Regions from separate parts of the Sus scrofa genome. Here region 2 is linked to region 1. The links are chromatin contacts, called in public promoter capture Hi-C maps. All regions are on one chromosome and are shown on one strand. The core of a region is the stretch at or near the end of the contact, and the rest is flanking DNA. Distances in the headings are between cores, read along the strand shown.

What was found. Promoter capture Hi-C pulls out the DNA fragments that hold promoters and counts their contacts.
Region 2: a promoter capture Hi-C map of fetal skeletal muscle shows a contact between it and region 1, with 6 times the contacts expected there. The contact joins the promoter of FNDC5 here to the promoter of SYNC in region 1. A contact is called at or near these places in 2 of 5 promoter capture datasets (fetal skeletal muscle and liver), 17 of 47 Hi-C or Micro-C datasets (alveolar macrophages, blood, embryonic fibroblasts and 10 more) and 1 of 2 datasets of contacts at active chromatin or transcription factors (alveolar macrophages).

The regions. Positions count from the first base shown.
Region 1 is chr6:89,024,592-89,027,862 of Sscrofa11.1, forward strand. It overlaps SYNC (syncoilin), which reads right to left and starts at 1,716. Exons shown (of 5, transcript XM_013999124.2): 1 at 1,573-1,716. The coding sequence starts at 1,625.
Region 2 is chr6:89,170,096-89,173,192 of Sscrofa11.1, forward strand. FNDC5 (fibronectin type III domain-containing protein 5) reads right to left here and starts at 1,776. Exons shown (of 6, transcript XM_021095834.1): 1 at 1,554-1,776; 2 at 1-5. The coding sequence starts at 1,761.

The DNA.
Region 1 (3,271 bases), core at 466-2,965:
AGCCTAGAGAAGGCTGGCAGTCTGGCTCCAGAGCCAGAGCTCCTTTTTATCACTCTCCTCTTAGAATAGGCATGAGGTCTGAAAGAAGTCAAACAGTTACTGCAGATATAATAGAGCTTGGCCCTGGCATTCAAAATATATTTATATCTATTTAGCTAACAAATTTCTACATACCCTCAAGCCCTGCTCAAACTCCACCTCCTCTGTGAAGCATCTCCCAGACAACCTGCATTCTCGTGTTCTCAAGGCACTTTGTATGCAGCTCATCTTTGCACTAAGTGCTTTGTATTATGGAAGTGCCTGGGTCTATCTTCCCTGACAGTCCATTTCCTAAGGACAAGCGCAGTTATTTTCTCTATACCCCAGGGTGGGGCTCTGTAGAAGACAGGCAGCAATGGACTGAGATCCAAGGGGGAAACTTGCCCAAGGTCAAGTGGCAAAGCTGGAAGTAGAACCTAGGTCTCCTGACTCGCAGGCAGCGCTGTTACCACACACCATGTTGCCTCGGTCACCCCACCCACAGTGCCAGGCCTCTGTTAGGTGTTGCCCTCACACAGCTGCCTCTCTCTAAGGAGCTGGGGGAAAAAGGTGATGATGGGAGGTAGGGGGCAAGGGAGGCAGCTCAGCTGTGACCCCTGACTTCAGGTTTCCTTGGGCCACCTCTGCCACTCCGTCCCTGTCCCTCAAGTATTCCAGCAGCTCCCTACCCTGTCCAGCAAGGCTATGGCTGGAGTGTTTGTGACCCTGTGCAGGCCTGAGTTGGTGTGTGGCTGGCTCCGTGTGTACCCACATGTGGGTACCGCAGTACAAGTGAGTGTATGTGTCAAACTGTGACAGTGGAGGGGCGTCACGTGTGTGTATCTGCACCTCTACCTCTTGGTACAGTAGGAAGTCCAGGGCTACAGGCTAACCTGGGGCGGAAACGCTGCCTCCTCACCTCAAACCCTTCAGCCACAGGTCCCTTCCCCCTAACCAGTGGCAAGCTCACTATGAGGATGGATGGAGGGATGGATGGATGGAGGGAGGGAGGGAGGGACAGAGCCTCCCCTCCAGGGCTCCTGGCCAGCCAAGGCCCTCCTGCGGGTCTAGGACAGGAGACCCTGCCCCCACACCATGCCAGGCCCTGGACCAGAGAGAATGAGCTTCCTGAACTCTCAACTCTAAGCTGGCCGCTGCCCAACCTTGCACCAAGCATCTTCCACAGGGCGAATTCAGCAGCTGGAGGCCTCCATCTCCACTTGCCTTTGGGGTGAGGAATGAAAGAAAACGGGTAGCGTCTTTGGCCCCTGTGGGCCGAAGGGCATCTGACGATTGATGCCCTCTAATGTAAAGGGGTTAACCCTCACGCCGCCCGTGGGAGGGGGAGGGGGGACTATAAAAAGCCCCAGACAAACGGAGGTGCTGGCCAGGCCGGACTCCCCGCTCTCCCTTGGCCGGTGGCTCCGCCCCGTGCCCCACCCCGGCTGGACCCCTGCCCCGCCCCCCGCCCCGGCGACAGGCGCTCGCGGGGGGAGGGGATCCCGCCGGCACCCCCTCCCCAGAGGCGGCGACGCGGGCCCGGGACGCTCCTACCTCGCGGCCTGGGCGGCGCCGTCCCCGCCGCGCCGGGGCTCCGGGCTGGCCATGGCTGCACGACCCGGGCTGGGCGGCCGCGGTATTAATAGCCGGCCCCGCGGGCCGCCCGCGCCCGCCAGCAGCACTGCCAGCTGCAGCCGACACCGGATCCCGCCGGCCCCGGGCCGGGCGCGCCCACTTGGCCCGGGCTCCTCCGCGGGAGGAGGGAGCGGCCGCGCGGCCCAGGGGCGGGGAGAGGCCGCCCCTCCCGGGACCAGCCGGGGGAGAAGGGTATGGGGGGTCGGCGTCTCCAAAACCGGCCATCCCTAGGTCTTCCCGAACCTTCTCTCTCTCCACCCTTCCCTTTCAAGGGTCCTAGCTGCGGGGGTGCGGGGAGGAAGGTGGCTCTGCAGCTCCAGGGGAGCGCTTGCCTTGCCCGGCCGTCCCGGGAGGGGGCTGGGTGTGGGGTTGGGGACCTCGAGGGACCCAGCACCCCGCCCGCCGCCCGCAGGAGTTCAGGGGTGTCCGCCGCCGCCCTGCGATTCCCCCGGCGCCTGAGAGCTGTGCCCCGCAGCTGTCGCCAAGGGCTGGAGGAGGAGGGGTAACGCCACACCCCGTCCATTTGGGGACAGTCGGGAGCCTGGAGAAGGGCGGTGGGAGGACTGCTCGGGAGGGTTGGAGCCTCTGAGGTTGAGTCCGTATTTAACCCGCTCTCCGCCCCTGCGCTGCGAGGTTTCCTGGGGTCTCTCCGCTTGCTCCACCTGTCACCCCCGCCCGCAGTGCGGTCCACTCCAAGGCGCGCTCCCCTTCCCCAAGTTCGAAGTCCACCAGTGTGGGGATCAAACTTAAACACTGAAGGCTTGCTTTCTCCCTAAGCGAGAAGCTGTCTGGCCCCTTCCAGACCTGGGCCTCCGGCATTCTCCCTCCTGATGCCTTTTTTCCACTTAGCCCCTCTGTCTGGGGAGCTCTTTGACTCAATCGCAGAAGAATGCTGTGCACCATAACAAGCGGAGGGGCTGGATGTCTTTAATCAGAGAGGCCTGCAGCGAGGGGTGGGGGTGGGGCAGCAGTGCGGCTCTGTTGAACGCATGTGGGCTGTGTGTTGGGATCTCTGTGCCTGCTGGCGACTGTATGAACGCCACGTGTTTGTGCGTATGGAGTGTGGCGGGGAGACTGGCATTGTGTGTCCACGCGTGACCCTGTGATGACTGGGGGGCGGGGTACATGCCTGTGAGTGGGCATAGGAGCGTGTGACTGTATAGCGAGGCGGCGGTGATTTTGAGTAGTGCTGGTGCTGGTTGTGGAGTGTTGGCGTGGCCATGCTGTGGCTGTCGTGACTGGGCTGAGGGGCGTGTATACAGTGTGTGTGTGTGACTGTGCCTAGAAGTGACTTGAGGACTGAAGGGTGAGAGCATCAGGGGCGCTCGCAAGCGGATGTGTGGAGAGTCGTCTGTGGGGTCTGTGTGTGACCAGGGCCTGGTGCGAGTCATTTATCCAGGTTATGAGTGCTGCCTGCGGTGGTATATTTATATCTCTCTGTCTGATGCAAGGGGGTGGGAGATTAACACCCAAGGGCAGCCAAATACACCCTTGTAAGGTATGCACGAGAAAAAGTTGGGTTTTGGAGGCTGCTGGTCATTTTCTGACTTACCTCTAAAATATTCCAGGGGAGGAGGTTGGCAAAGCCTCCGTGGCTGGTCATTTGACAGTTGCTGCC
Region 2 (3,097 bases), core at 526-3,025, 150 kb after region 1:
GCTCTCTGGGGGTGGGGAGGGACCTGAGCCTGAGCATCCCCTGCTGTGAGGCCCAGGCCCATTGTCTCCTAAGTGTGAAAGGGGAGCCTGGGGATGGCCATGCGGTGGGAAGGAAGAAGCCCGGGCCTCCAGTGGGCCTGGCACCTGGGTCTCAGTTCCTTACTGGCTGAGGAGCCAGGCCTGAGAGGCCCCAGGCTCCTTGTGTCCAGGGCGGGAGCCCCTGCTGGCCACAGCTGGCCCCACCGGGGTTCAAGCTAAAAGTGATGAGCCTGGGCCAGGTCTGGTGGAGGGGCAATGAGAGGTGGGGGGACAGGCCTGGGGGAGATGTAGGTGGCCAGGGTTGCAGGAGCTGAAGGTTAGCCTGGTGCAGAGCAGGCAGAAGGCCTCCCAGTCCAGCACTCTTTCTAGAGAAATGCACTGTCAAGTGAGTGACCTTGAAGGAAGGAGACCGACCCAGAGGTCGAGAAGAGCCAAGCTGGGGGATCCCTGGGATGGGAGTGAGGATCAAAAGAGGAGCCCCCAGTATTGTGGGGAAGGGCCTCTTCTCCACCCCGAGAGGCCGGTGGGGAGGCGGCAGAGGAGGATGGGTTCACTCGGAGCAGGGCCCCTCGGTGGAGTCAAGAGTACAGGGTAGGGCCTTCTAGATGGGGGAGAGGACGAAGGAGATCAGATGAGAAGGCAGTGATGGGGATGATGGGGGTCAGAGAGGGGAGAACCTTCTAGGAGAGGGGCAGCAGACTCACACAGCTTCTATAGCCCCAAGGACAGGCTCTAAAAGGGGAAGACCTAAGCTGAAGCCGCACCTCTCACCCCACAAGCGAGTGAACCTGAGACCCCAGGGGCTGTGCCTAGAGCCTGGGGAGACAAAGCCAGAGGTGGAGTCGGAGAGAGACAGAGACACACATGCAGGGGCAGCAGACACAGAACCAGAGAACTGACAAGTGGGGTATCAGAGACAGACGCGGGGCGGAAGCAGAGAGAGCACTGAGCCAAGGAGAGACGGGCAGGAGAGATGAGCAAGACGGGCGGCAGCCAGAAGGGACAGGGACAGGGCGTCAGGAGAGGCTGGGAGAGGAGGAGGCCAGGCCCCGGGGGCAGGCCAGACTCCAGGCTCAGGGTCCACCCCCACCTGTCCCAGCGCGCCCTCGGGTGCCAGTCCCATCCCTCCCACACAGCAGAACCCCATCCCGCTCAGACCTGCAGAGTTGGCCTGCAAGGCTTGGGGACAGGGAGGGAGGCCCAAGGTGGGGAGATCAGTGTCCTCAGCTGCTCCCTGGGCCAGCGAAAGGAGCTAGGGCTTCTGAGGGAAAGGTCTGGGGTCAGGGCAATGGGAGGAGGGGACTGGGGCATCCCAAGACCCTTGACCAGGGCAGGGGTGAAAGGAAGGGCTTTGAGAGCTGGAGGTCAGGTCTGGGGGTCAAGAAGGCAGGAAAGGGGCTGCGGGTGGAGCAAGGGGAGCAGTGAGCGGGCCAGAGACTGGGTCCTCAGGGAGCAGGGAAGGGACCCGAGGATACCAGCCCGCGCCCCCCGCCCCCCGCCCCGGGCCCCCTTACCCGCCTGCACCAGCGCGAGGCAGACGCAGCCCAGCCACAGGCGGAGCGCGGCGCGGGGCGGCCCGGGGTGCATGGCGGCTGCTCCGGCCAGCCGGCTCGGGGCGGCGCAGGGGGACGCGGCTCCGGCGCCCGGCGGCCGCTCGCACTGGCGCTCCGGCCCGCGACCCGCCCGGCTCGGCCGCCCCGCGCCGCCCCGCGCCGCTGGCATGTCGGCTCCGCGGACAGCGACTCCCGCGCGGCGGCGGCGGCGGCGGCGGCGGCGGCAGCGGCGGCGGCCGCGTCCACGTCGGGCGCCCGGGGGGCGGGGCGCCCCCGCTGCGGGGAGAGGCGCGGGGGCGGGGTGAGGGGCGGAGGGCGCCCCCGCGCCCCCCCCAACCCCGACAGCCCGCGACGCGGCCCCCCTCCCGCCATCTCGTCGGTACAGGAGCCCGAGGGTGTTCTCTGCGCTCCCCGGTGCCAAGTCCCTCTCCCCGCCGCGCAGCCTTGACCCGGCCCCCACCTCTGGCCTTTCCGGAGGGAGAGGGAGGGCAAGTGGCACGGAGATGCTCCTCTGTGCCCCCACGGCATCCCACCCCAAAGCTGACCTCCCCTCCCTCTGCTGGGGGTCCCCACCCCTCACTTGGCCCCAGTCCCGAGGCCTTGCAGGCTGGGGCAGGAGGGAGCAGAGGGGAGCAATGCTAGTAGGGATGGGGGTGACTACAGAGTTCTTAGTAGGTGCCGGGGTGCAGACAGGAGGTGCTGTTTACCATGGGGCCGAGAAGAGGGTGCTAGGAGGACCTAGCTCTGGGACCCCAGACCAGTCTTTCCCCTTCTTGGGCTCCTCATTTCTCTCCTTAATGGGAGTAAGCGTCAGCATCTCCTAAGTGCCTGGGGGCTGTTCTTGATTCATGACCTCCCCTCTCACTGCAGCCCTGGAAGACTGAGCGCTCTGCTGTCTGCCTTTTGCATAGGAGACTGCAGCTTGGAGAGGTTGCTTGACTTGCTCAAGGACCCACAGCAGAGCCAGGATTTGAACACAGGCTGAGCTGACTCCCCATGTGTGCGTGACTGGACTGTCTCCCACCCAGGGATCCCTGAGATGCTAGAACTTGTCTGTGCCAGCTTCTCTGGAGCCAGAGAGCTTTCTGGCACCGTCTCTTCCCAAAAGCTGGGTGAGGGAGAAGTGGCTCCAATACCGCTGCCCCCACCCTTCTGGCGCAGCTGAAGGCTAGGAGTAGTGAATGAGCTAATGACTCCAAGGTGCAGGGGGCTTTGGCGACATGGCCAGCAGTCACAGTTCAGAAAGGGCTTGGGGACCCCTCCCTCATTACCCTGGGGACATCCATATGCTTACCACCGTCCCTACCTCGGTCCCACACACCCTGCCTAAGCCACTCTGTTTCTGATCTTGGAGTGGCAGAGAAAAGCCCTCAGGCTGCAGCCACTGCCCTTTCCCTAATAAGAGGCCCTCTGGAGCACTGGGCTGGGGAAGCCCCGACCCCCACCCCAGGGACCTTCTCCGCCCTAAGTCCCAGTCAGAGAAACAAGGTTGAGGAGAGAAGCAT